Linked DNA regions of Sus scrofa: region 1 is linked to region 2. Evidence: chromatin contacts called from public HiChIP or PLAC-seq data. All regions are on one chromosome and are shown on one strand. The core of a region is the stretch at or near the end of the contact, and the rest is flanking DNA. Distances in the headings are between cores, read along the strand shown.

Region 1 (5,784 bases), core at 1,995-4,494, 210 kb after region 2:
GGGGGGGGGTGGATGTCGCCTGGGCCCTGAAGGATCTGCTCGTTTTGGGGAGACTGCTTCAAGAATCTTACATCCCATGTCCAGGCTTCTTGCTTCTCTGGGGTTCCCAGGCCTTTTCTCTAGGCGTTGGGGAGCTCTACCAGACACAGACCCAGCGCTCCTTCACTCATTCAATCAGCAAACATCCAAGAAGCACCTACTCTTTAGGTGCCAGGCTCGGTGTGAGCCCTGAAGGCCCAAAGTTGCATCGAAGCCTCTGGCCCTCAAGGGCTTCACAGATAATCATCACTTGATCTGGCTCACTGGTCACCTCCTCAGGGAAGCCTTCCTTGATTGCTCTGGCTAAGTCAGAGCTCTGTTACATCCTTTCAAACCACAGCGGCTGCCGTCTCATACTACGCATCTCAGCTGTGGTTTTGCATTTAGTTTGGTGCCTCTTCCTTGATCTTTGTCTCCCTCCCTTGACTGTAAGCTCCCAGAGGGCAGGCTCTGGATCTGATGTGTTCACCATCTGATCCCCAGCATGTAGTCCTTGATGGGCTCCATGGCAACTGCAGGACCCCCAAAAAAGGGTCAGGACTAGAGTTCCCTTGTGGCCTAGCGGTTAAGGATCTGGCCTTGTCACTGCTGTGGTTCGGGTCATTGTGAGTTTGTTCCCTGGCCTGGGAACTTCTCCATGCTGTGGGTGTGGCCTAAATAAATAAATAATACTGGCAGGACTGAGGGAGGCTCAGGGGCCCAGGGAACCCAGACTGGGTCCCGGGACCTCCTGATGGCCCCGGGGGTGGGGGTGGTGGTGATTGAGACGGAGTTGAAAGCTTTCAGTACCAGCTTTCCATCTATGAGGAGTCAACCACCACTTCCTCTCGTTCCCTGATCCCTAGCCCTACTCAGGGATGCTTCTTGCCCAGCTTTGAGGATGGGACTGCCCGAGTCCCGTGTTCCAGGTGGCCACCTCCCTTACTCGAACCCCACATATTACTGGACATCCCCGGCCTCAGCCTGGGGCTGGTGGCTCTGCTTTCTTTCCCACAGTTTCCCGGGAAAATAGGCTGTGTGCAGACTACCATACCTCCCCTGTTCCACCCTTATCCTACCATCTTGGATGTTGCCTAGTCCCTCTGCAGATGGGGACACCGAGATTCCCGGCTGTGATAGCCACTCAAAGATTCTAAATTAAAGATACTCTTGTTTCTTCTCCAGCAAGCTCAATGCCCTCACCGCCCTCAAGATTCCATAGCCCTGGAGTTCCCGTCGTGGCTCAGTGGTTAACGAATCCGACTAGGAACCATAAGGTTGCGGGTTCGATCCCTGGCCTTGCTCAGTGGGTTAGAGATCGGCTTTGCCGTGAGCTGTGGTTTAAGTCACAGATGTGGCTCGGATCCCAAGTTGCTATGGTGTAGGCTCCGATTAGACCCCCTAGCCTGGGAACCTCCATATGCCGTGGGAGCAGCCCTAGAAAAGGCAAAAAGACAAAAAAAAAAAGATTCTATAGCCCTATGGCGGGGAGGACAGGGAGGGCAGAATAGAACCAAGGAATATCCTGATCTTCAGCCTTTCCCTCCCGCATCCAACAGCGGGAGGGGGAGTGGCCAGGTCTGGCCCCACCCCCTCAAATTAACCCTTCAAGTACCAAGACCAGCGGTCCCACTGCCTATTGACCCTGCCTGTCCCAGGTCCTCAGCTAGCTCCTCAGGTCCAGCCATCAGCAAGTAGGTCTGTCTGACTAGCCCCACCTGTGAACTGAAACCACCAGGAGGCCAGAAACCAGCTCCACCCCAACCTTAGGTTCTCACCCTCCCTGACCCAGCAGGTACAACCTCTAGAGCCCAGACCAGTCAGAGCAATAGCCACCAAAGGGAGGAAGCCTGTATCCCTTTCTACCTCCAACCTTCCCTGTGGGTTTTTCTGGCCCTTCCTGTTTCTCCTGAGGCTGAGGTGTTGGGCAACCCTGGGGATGAAGGAGAGTCTCAAAGGGAGGGTCTGTCTTCCCCAGGCAGCCGGAAAACCTGGGGACAAGGACCTGGGTGCCAGCCCACATTGTTGCCAGACCCACCAGGGTGCTGGGCCCAGGAGTGGCTCCCTCACCCCCTCCCGCAGCTGAGCCTGGTGGCATCTTTCATGTTTCACCCCACCCTGTGGCTGAAGGCGCCGGCTCTGGGCGGGGGACAAATATCTCCGTCACATGGTCGTGGCCCTGGGAAACTCCAGGGAGAGCAAGGGCCCGGCTGCCGCCGGTCAGTAGGAAGGGGACAGAATTCCCGGACCCCTTGTAACTATGGACTGGGCCGCTTCCCTCGCTCAGTTCTTACTCCGTGTTTATTCCAGCGGGCACACTCTCTCCGAGGTATAGTCGGCTGGTACACAGGCCCCAGGGTCCTCACCCGCCTGAGAGCGCCCGGACACACACCATCAATCTCTCTCTCCCCCCCCCCCACTCCCTCCAAGGTACGCGGCACACGCACCGGGCAGGATACCCAGAACGCTGGCCAGGAAACACACACGCACGCCCGCCCTTCGGACGTAAACAAACCGCGCACGCACCGCCCGCGGGCACCAGTCCAGGGACTGTTCTCACAGAGTCACGTACTTGCACTCACCGCCCCCCGCCCCGCCTGGGCGGACGCTGACGCTCGCTGGCCCGCGCTGCCCCTTCCTGCCCGGCTTCTCCGCCGGGGGGCCCGCGCCCCCAAAAGGGGCCCGTCCCCCCGGACCGGCCAAACTTGCTTCGGCCGCGTCACGGTCCCACCGGACCTCTGCCTCCTGCCCCTCTCTCCCCATGCCAGCCGTCCCGGCGAGGTGTCTGCGGGAGCACCGACGGAATGGACCCCGGCGCTCCGCCCCAGGCACGTTCCGGGGTCGCGGAGACCTCGCCGCCTCGGGGCCCCGCGCGCCCGTCCGGCTTCGGAACCCGCGACTCTCACCCGACTCTCGGCCTGCTTCGCCTGGCGTCCCGGGCACGCGTGGGTCCCGCTGCTGTCCCAGCTGCTGTCCTGGCCCGAACCCTGCTCCGTCTCCCCTTTGGTCCCAATCGCAGGTCGCTTTGAGCCCAGCTCCAGCGAGAGCCGCGCGGAGTTTTGTTGTGGGGCGGGCAGCGCTGGGGGCCGCGCAGAGTTGTAAGGCGAGCTTCCCGGAATTACTCACTCACAGGATTCCTTTCATTCATAAAAACCCAGTCATGCGCTGACGTCACCGCGCCGGCCGCCCCCCAGCCCCTGGAGCGGCCTCCCGGCTCCTCAGCCCCGCCCCCACCAGCTCCTCCCCGGCAAAGACCACGCCCACACCCAGGCCCCGCCCCCTGGAGTCTCAATCCCAGTTAGAGCGCTGGCTGGGGGCGTTCACGTGACACCTCACCAGAGCTGCGCGGGTGAAGGTGTCATTTGTCTCATTTTACAGTCCACAGTCCTGGGCCTCTTCTCCTTTCGACCTACACACTCTGCCTTAATGATCTCATCTGGTCTCGTGGTTTTAAATGCCATCTATAAGCTCTGGAGCCCCAAATTTGTATTTCCAGAGCAAACAGCTTCTCTAAATTCCAGACTGAATCCAACTGCCCACTCAGCTCCGACATGTGGGTACCAGATGGGGACTGCATATACCCAGAATCCCACTCCTGAGCATCAACCTTACCTCAGCATCCTACACCCCCAGTTTCCACCATCTCAGCTGTTCTAGCCCAGACCCAGGAGTCTTGCTCCACCCCTTTCTCCTTCCTCACTTCCCCCCAGTCAGGCTGGCTCTACCTCCAACACTACCTGCATCTGACCCCACCTCTGGTCCTACTACCTGACCCAGGGACCATCAACTTACCTGGACAATAGCCACAGCCCCCTGAGAGCTTCCTCGCTTTGTCCCTACAGGGCTTCTTCACATCTCAGACCATGTTCTTCTCAAAATGAAAAAATGAGACTGTTTCACACACTCCCACCCTCTGGCTGAACACCCTCAAAAGTTCCCCTTTGCGTTTAGGATATAAACTCGACTCCTTCCCTTGGCCTCCAGCCATCTGGCCTCTCCCCAGCTCTGCAGCCTCACCTCCTGTCACCTTCCTGGCACCACTACTCTTCAGACACACGGCCCTTCTTACTGTTCCTCAAACACACCAAGCTCATTCCTGCCACAGGTCCTTTGCACTTGCTCTTTCCTCTTCTGTTCACTGCCTGGCTCTTTCTCATCTTTCAGGTCAGCTCAGATGTCACTGCCTCAGAGAGACCTTTCCTGAAAGCCCCCACCTCTGAAATTTTTTTTTTTTTTTTTGTTAGGGCCATACCCGTGGCATATGGAGGTTCCCAGGCTAGGGGTCCAATGGGAGCTATAGCTGCCAGCTGACACCACAGCCACAGCAACATGGGATTGGAGCCGTGTCTGCAACCTACACCACAGCTCATGGCAATGCCAGATCCTTAACCCACTGAGAGAGGCCAGGGATCGAACCCTTGTCCTCATGGTTCCTAGTCGGATTCATTAACCACTGAGCCACGACGAGAACCCCTGAAATTCGTTTTTATATTAACTTAATATCTCCATGGGGTATTATCTTGCTTATTTGCTTATTGTTCAGGTCTGTCTTCAATCAGAATGCAAGTTTCATGTAAGTAGACCCTTGTCTATCTTGCTGACCACTGCATGTCCTGTGCCTAGCACAGTAAGCCCTCAATAAATGCACGTTGAAGAAATAAATGAGTGACAGTCCAGAGAGGTAAAGTGACTTTCCAAAGGCACCCAGCCTGGAAGTACAAGACTGGAATTTGAATCCAAGACTGACTAATTCCTGGTCCAGACATTTGGGGCTGTGCCCCAAAATGTGAAGGATGTATTTAGGGCCTGGAGCTCCGCCCCAAAGAGGTGGCTTTGGGGGCAAAACAGGGGCGTGTCCCAGTTCATTCTTTCTTTGCTCACGTGTTTCCATTGCCTGAAGGGCCTGCTGTCACTCCAAGAGCCATCTCGTCTGTGAAACTGACATCACAGCAGCTACCTTATTTTACTGAGTAAGACGCAGGACCTGTCCCTCTAGGAGGTCTTTGGGTGGAGTGCTGGTCACCAGCAAGGCTCCTTCTTCCCTTGATGTAGTGTAATTTGATTTCGGAGCCCTTGTCAGGCTTCCTCTCATCTGGGCCTTAGTCTGCCTGGAACTGTGACAGCCATCCCTTAAACCTCCCAAAGGCCGTGGGTTTCATATGCACATTGACCCCTAGCTTCCCAAGTGATCAAATGTTGCAGCCGCTTTGTCTGGTACTCAAACTCTTCCCCTCAAAAATTGCCCCTGTTCTTACACTGACGTATCTAAGGGAGCCATTCGCCTTACCTCTTGGGGTACAAAAGTTCTTCATTGGTTTTTCTTGGTTTTTGTTTGTTTGCTTGTTTGGTTTGGGGTTTTTGGTTTGTTTGGGGGCTGCACCTGTGGCACATGGAAGTTCCCAGGCTAGGGGTCCAATCAGAGCTGCAGCCACGGCAGCAGCACCTCGGGATCCAAGTGGTGTCTTTGACCGACACCAGAAGTTGCCACAACACCGGATGGTTAACCCACCAAGTGAGGCCAGAGATGAAACCCACATCCTTCTGGATACTAGTCGGGTTCATAACCACTGAGTCACAACAGGAACTCCTTTTTTGTGTCTTTTTTTTTTTGCCTTTTCTTTCCTTCTTTTTTTTTTTTTTTTTTTTGCCTTTTTAGGGCCACACCCCTGTCATATGGAAGTTCCCAGGGTAGGGGGTCAACTTGGAGCTACAGCTGCTGGCCTACACCACGGCCACAGCAATGTTGGAGTCAAGCCTCATTTGTGA
Region 2 (5,427 bases), core at 2,367-4,866:
AATATATATGAAAGTTCAAGCTCTGGAAATAGATTTCCTGAAAACTCTGTTCTAATGTGTCGCTTGTATATCATAGTTTGAAGGCAAATGCTTGAGGTTACCTTGTTGACTTAAGCACCTCAGTATTCTCAACCGCTTATATCTAAAGCATGGTTGACGCTTGAACAACATGGATGTTAGGGATGCCCAACCTCCATGCAGTTGAAAAGCAGCCTATATTTTTATATACAGGCTGAATCTGAGGTTCTACATCCATGTATTCAACCAACCTCAGATCTTGTAGTACACATTTAGTGTATAAGCAGACCCGGGCAGTTCAAACACATGTTCCTCTGTACAATAAACCAAGTTATCAAAAAACTAATCTGGGTCATACCAAGCTAGAAAGCAGGGGATTATTTTCACATTTGGGTGAGTTTAATGACTATGAAGTTGCATAGTTGTGAACAGGCAAACCAGTCAAGATAACTCCTTCAGTGCTTGCTTATACAGCCGAAATCTTAGTAGGAACTTAATTGTTGGCTACTCCTACAAGATTCATCCTTGACTCTTCTTTCAAATCCCACTCATTGACAAATCATTGACTAGATTTTCAATTACATCGTTTTTCCCTTACCCATTGCTCTTAACCTGCACTAAACTAAGCCCGTGGTTTCTTGTCTGGATTACTGTACTAGTTTCCTAATCAATCTGTAGGCTTCTGTCCTGGCTCACTCTCAATTTATTCTCTAGACTGCAGTGATAGGGTTCCTTTTATTATGTCACTCTGCTTAGAACCTTCTAGAGATTTCCATTTTACTGAAAGGAAAAAAACAAAGTCCTTAAACTGGCCTACAAATCCTTCATAATCTGGCCCTCTCCTATCTGGCTTCCTTGCTCTATCTACTCCAGCCACATTCTGCCTCAGGGACTTCGTACCTGCTTTTTCCTGTTAGTAAGCCTGCTTCTTCCACTTTAGGGCTCTGCTCAAATGTCCTTTGGTCAGGAAGGCCTTCCCAGGACATTCTCTGTAAAATACTGTCACAAATACACTCCCCTCCCCCTCAGGCACACACTATCCCTTTACTGTTTTTAATTTTTATTTCAATTAGTAACTGCCTGACATAAACATTTGTTGAAATAACAATTTAAAAAACACATTTATGGAGTTTCCGTTGTGGCTCAGTGGTTAACGTATCCGGACTAGGAACCATGAGGTTGAGGGTTTGATCCCCTGCCTTGCTCTGTGGGTTAAGGATCTGGCGTTGCCGTGAGCTGTGATGTAGGTTGCAGACACGGCTCAGATCCTGCGTTGCTGTGGCTCTGGCATAGGCCGGCGGCTATGGCTCCCATTCGACCCCTAGCCTGGGAACCTCCATATGCCACAGGAGCGGCCCAAGAAATGCAAAAAAGACAACAAAAGCAAAAAAAACCCCCACATAAGGGAACCCTCCCGCACTGTTGGTGGGAATGTAAACTGGTACAGCCACTATGGAGAACAGTTTGGAGATACCTTAGAAATCTATACATAGAACTTCCATATGACCCTGCCATCCCACTCTTGGGCATATATCCGGACAAAACTCTACTCAAAAGAGACACGTGCACCCGCATGTTCATTGCAGCACTATTCACAATAGCCAGGACATGGAAACAATCCAAATGTCCATCGACAGATGATTGGATTCGGAAGATGTGGTATACATATACACAATGGAATACTACTCAGCCATAAAAAAGAATGATGACATAATGCCATTTGCAGCAACATGGATGGAACTAGAGACTCTCACACTGAGTGAAATGAGCCAGAAAGACAAAGACAAATACCATATGATATCACTTATAACTGGAATCTAATATCCAGCACAAATGAACATCTCCTCAGAAAAGAAAATCATGGACTTGGAGAAGAGACTTGTGGTTGCCTGATGGGAGGGGGAGGGAGTGGGAGGGATCGGGAGCTTGCGCTTATTAGACACAACTTAGATTTACCAGGAGATCCTGATGAATAGCATTGAGAACTTTGTCTAGATACTAATGTTGCAACAGAACAAAGGATGGGGAAAAAAAATGTAATGTATACATGTAAGGATAACTTGACCCCCTTGCTGTACAGTGGGAAAATAAAAAAAAGAAACTTAAAAAAAAAAAAAAACCACCCACATTTATTATCTCCCCACTAGCGTAATCTCCACAGATGTAGGTACTTATTGCTTGTTCACAGCTGTGCCAAAGTGCTTAGCACAATGCTTGGATCATTAGGCCTTCAACCCTTGTCCAAAGAATCGGGGATTGTCCATCCTGTCTATGGGCTGACAGACATCTGCTCAGCCTGTCATGACGCTCCTTTCCCTATGCTACTTTTCTAGTAATTTAGGAAACAGCAGGGCCAGAGTAGGAGACACCACTGGGCCCCCACAGTGAGAGACCTCAAACTTCTTCCCTTTTATCCATTTATAGAAATAGAAGAGACTCAAGAGCTGCTCACCAGGGGTCCTAGCAACTGGACAATTCTGAGACGTTGCCTGGCCAAGCTTTTAAGACTTTAAAAGTGCAGTTGAAGGAAGAAGGAAGCAGGGAGGGAGGGAGAAAAAAGTCAGTTTAGAAGGAACTGAGAAATGAGGGCAGCCTAACCTAGTTAAAAACATGTGCTTACGCCTTCACCTTTTCAGCGTCTGAAGACCACCGCTTTTAAGCCTTTTGTCTCCGGAGAGCGCTAAGGGCCTGGCACGAGGCGGTGCCATGTAATGGCGGCCGAGACGCTTCAGCGTCTACCTTAAGAGAGGCTCCACCCACATTTTGGCTCTTTGTTAGCCAATTGTGCTCAACCGAGGGCAGTGCAAATATTCTGTTCAGAAAATGCACTCCGGTGTGAACGAAGCGTAGCAGAGAGAGATCCAACTTAACAGGGACCTCGCCGCCTGACTAATCCCCCAAAGAACGGACAAGCCGCATCCATCATGGCCGCCGGCAACAGCGCAGCGAGGCAACGGAAAAGAAATGGCGCCCGGCCGCGCGGCCAGTCTCGCCAGGCCCAGGGCAGCGGGGCCAGAGGGCGGGAAGGGCCGTCTAGGAGCGCTAGCCAGGGGCCCTGACCACACTTCTGGGCTTTTGGCACCTGGAGACCCTGAAACTTGAAGCCTGCAATATGGAGGACAGTTATTGTCTCTGCAGAGCAACTTGCACAAGCAGGCCCGGGTTCCGTCCCGTGTCGGAACCCGGCAAAATCCTCTATTCTCCAAACAGAATGCGTTACGCACACTGCGCATCTTCGCAATAGTGGGCCGGCTAACGACGCAAAGAATGTTACGTCGCACCGGAGGCTCTCCCCCTCCACTCCCTACCTCTAGTTCTGGCTCAGGTGGCGCGAGAACTCTACTCCCTTTCCGTACTTTGTTTTTCTGCTACCGACCGCAAAACGCATCCATCTCCGCAACTGACGTAAAATCTTCCAAGAATACCCACAGTACTCCGCGAAGCCCTCTGGCTCTTCCGAGGCGCTGTTTACGTATCGTCTCCGACGTACGTAGCGTTAAGCTGGAGCAGTCTCAGCGCCGGCCGCCATTTTGTGCAGTCGCTGGGAAGGAGGGAGACGCCTAAACCGCGGCACTGCCGGGTTTGAGCGTAGCCAAACCTACCCGCTGCTTTCATAACCCCGATTCTCTGTGTTTTGCTCCCGTCTCCGACGAGAGAGGCGGCGACGGTGGCGTCTGCGACGGGAGACAGCGCGTCGGAGCGAGAGAGCGCCGCGCCTGCCGCCGCCCCAACAGCGGAGGCGCCGCCGCCATCGGTCGTCACCAGACCGGAGCCGCAGGCCCTCCCGAGCCCGGCCATCCGTGCCCCGCTCCCAGATCTCTATCCATTTGGGACCATGCGCGGAGGCGGCTTTGGGGACCGGGACCGGGATCGTGACCGTGGAGGGTAAGCGGGAGTTGGAGGAGAGGAAAGGCCTTGTGTGCGCGGGGGGTGGGGAGGGGGTTGTCTCCTGAGGAGACCGCCGCCTGCGGTCGAGCGGAAGACTTTTGAGCTGATCGCAGGCCTGGGAGCCACGCTCCCAACTCTGGGAGGCGAGGCAACCCGGGACATAATAGCGGTTTAAAGCGTGGGCCCGACCCTGGGCCCCGGGGTGACCTGGCAGGGGGGGCGGCGGCTCGGCGACGCCCCAGCCCCTGCTCCTGTACGGTCGTCGTGGCGCGGCCTGGCCGCCGCAGACCCAGCCCAGGCCTCCCTGGTTTCTCGGTTTCGAGCCCTGCCGATTTAGGCAGGTCATTCGATCTCTCCAGGCCTCAGTGTTCATCCGTGAAACTCGGATGTTCTTGCTGAGAGAAGAGGATGAGGTCTCCGAGTGCAGCCTAGGCAAATCTTTTAACACGAAATGGCTTCCGTGTTACTGCGATTGGAAACTTGGTTTGAAACCAGAGACTAAGAGGCTGACTTGTAGCGTTTAAAGTATTTTAAAATTGCCTTTAGTCGTTTTTTAAAATAATTCGAAGGAAGCACATTGGAATGCAAAATGGTGGAATTATTTGCCATCTTCATGGTCGTGTTTGGGGAGGGAGTTTTGTTTGGCAGTTATTAAAGTTTTTTTTTTTTTTTTTTTTTTTTAATGTTTCGGCCTTTTCCCCCTCTAATTGGACTGAAGCATTAACTTCTCGCCCTAGCTTGAGAGCTTTTGATGTATAAATGCCACGGTTACTAGGTTGGAAGTTAACAGGATTAAACCTGGAGTCCTCCCAGATACTGAGATTCAAATCTTAAAGCCCCTGTTTAAAAAGTTGCTTAAGAGGTCCGTGTGTATTTGGGCTGTTTACTTTTTTGTAATTAAAGTTTTATCTCTGGATAAAAAGTTTATGGGACCCAGTCACCTCTTAATATGTATGTGTGTGTGACCTTGGGCAGGATCCTGAACCTTTGTGAGTCTGTTTTCTCTTCTGAAGATGGAGGTGGTAACTGCCTTTACTTCGCATTGTTCTCAATTGAAATACCATGCGATGGTCCCTGTAGTAGGCATTCTGTTAATGCTGTTTTCTCCAAACGTTTTTGTTTTTTGTGGTTCAGATAACACAAGTACCAGACCTGCTAGTCATAAGCTCCTTAATTACCACTTCATTTACTAAATAAAAAGGGTTGTTTTGATTTATACCTTGTTAGGAAAGAAAATACTTGATTTTAGTATTAAGTTCGGAGGGCTGTAGATGGAATGTTCGCTTAGTGTTTCTCAGTATAGCTAAACCGAAGTGAATTTCAGTAAACCGCTTAGGAAAAAGAACTTAATATTAACCTAGTAAAATGAAAATAACCCCAAACTCTTCTCATAAGGTTTATACCCCAGACTTTTAGGTCTAGAGAAGTCTTGGTGCATGTACCCGGTATCCATGTTTGTAACAGCATTGTCCATGAGAGAATATTAGAAACAGCTTAAATGACTGGTTAAATAGACGGTGT

Evidence for each region. HiChIP or PLAC-seq counts read pairs in DNA pulled down with a chosen protein or histone mark.
Region 1: a contact with region 2 is called in an H3K27ac HiChIP or PLAC-seq map of alveolar macrophages. The contact joins the promoter of MAFF here to the promoter of DDX17 in region 2. A contact is called at or near these places in 1 of 5 promoter capture datasets (fetal skeletal muscle), 1 of 47 Hi-C or Micro-C datasets (liver) and 1 of 2 datasets of contacts at active chromatin or transcription factors (alveolar macrophages).

What each region holds. Positions count from the first base shown.
Region 1 is chr5:9,692,884-9,698,667 of Sscrofa11.1, forward strand. MAFF (transcription factor MafF) reads right to left here and starts at 3,245. Exons shown (of 3, transcript XM_001924465.4): 1 at 2,925-3,245.
Region 2 is chr5:9,482,176-9,487,602 of Sscrofa11.1, forward strand. It overlaps DDX17 (probable ATP-dependent RNA helicase DDX17), which reads left to right and starts at 3,617. Exons shown (of 13, transcript XM_021091487.1): 1 at 3,617-3,903. The coding sequence starts at 3,617. LOC110260646 (a long non-coding RNA gene) reads right to left here and starts at 3,477. Exons shown (of 3, transcript XR_002343895.1): 1 at 3,327-3,477.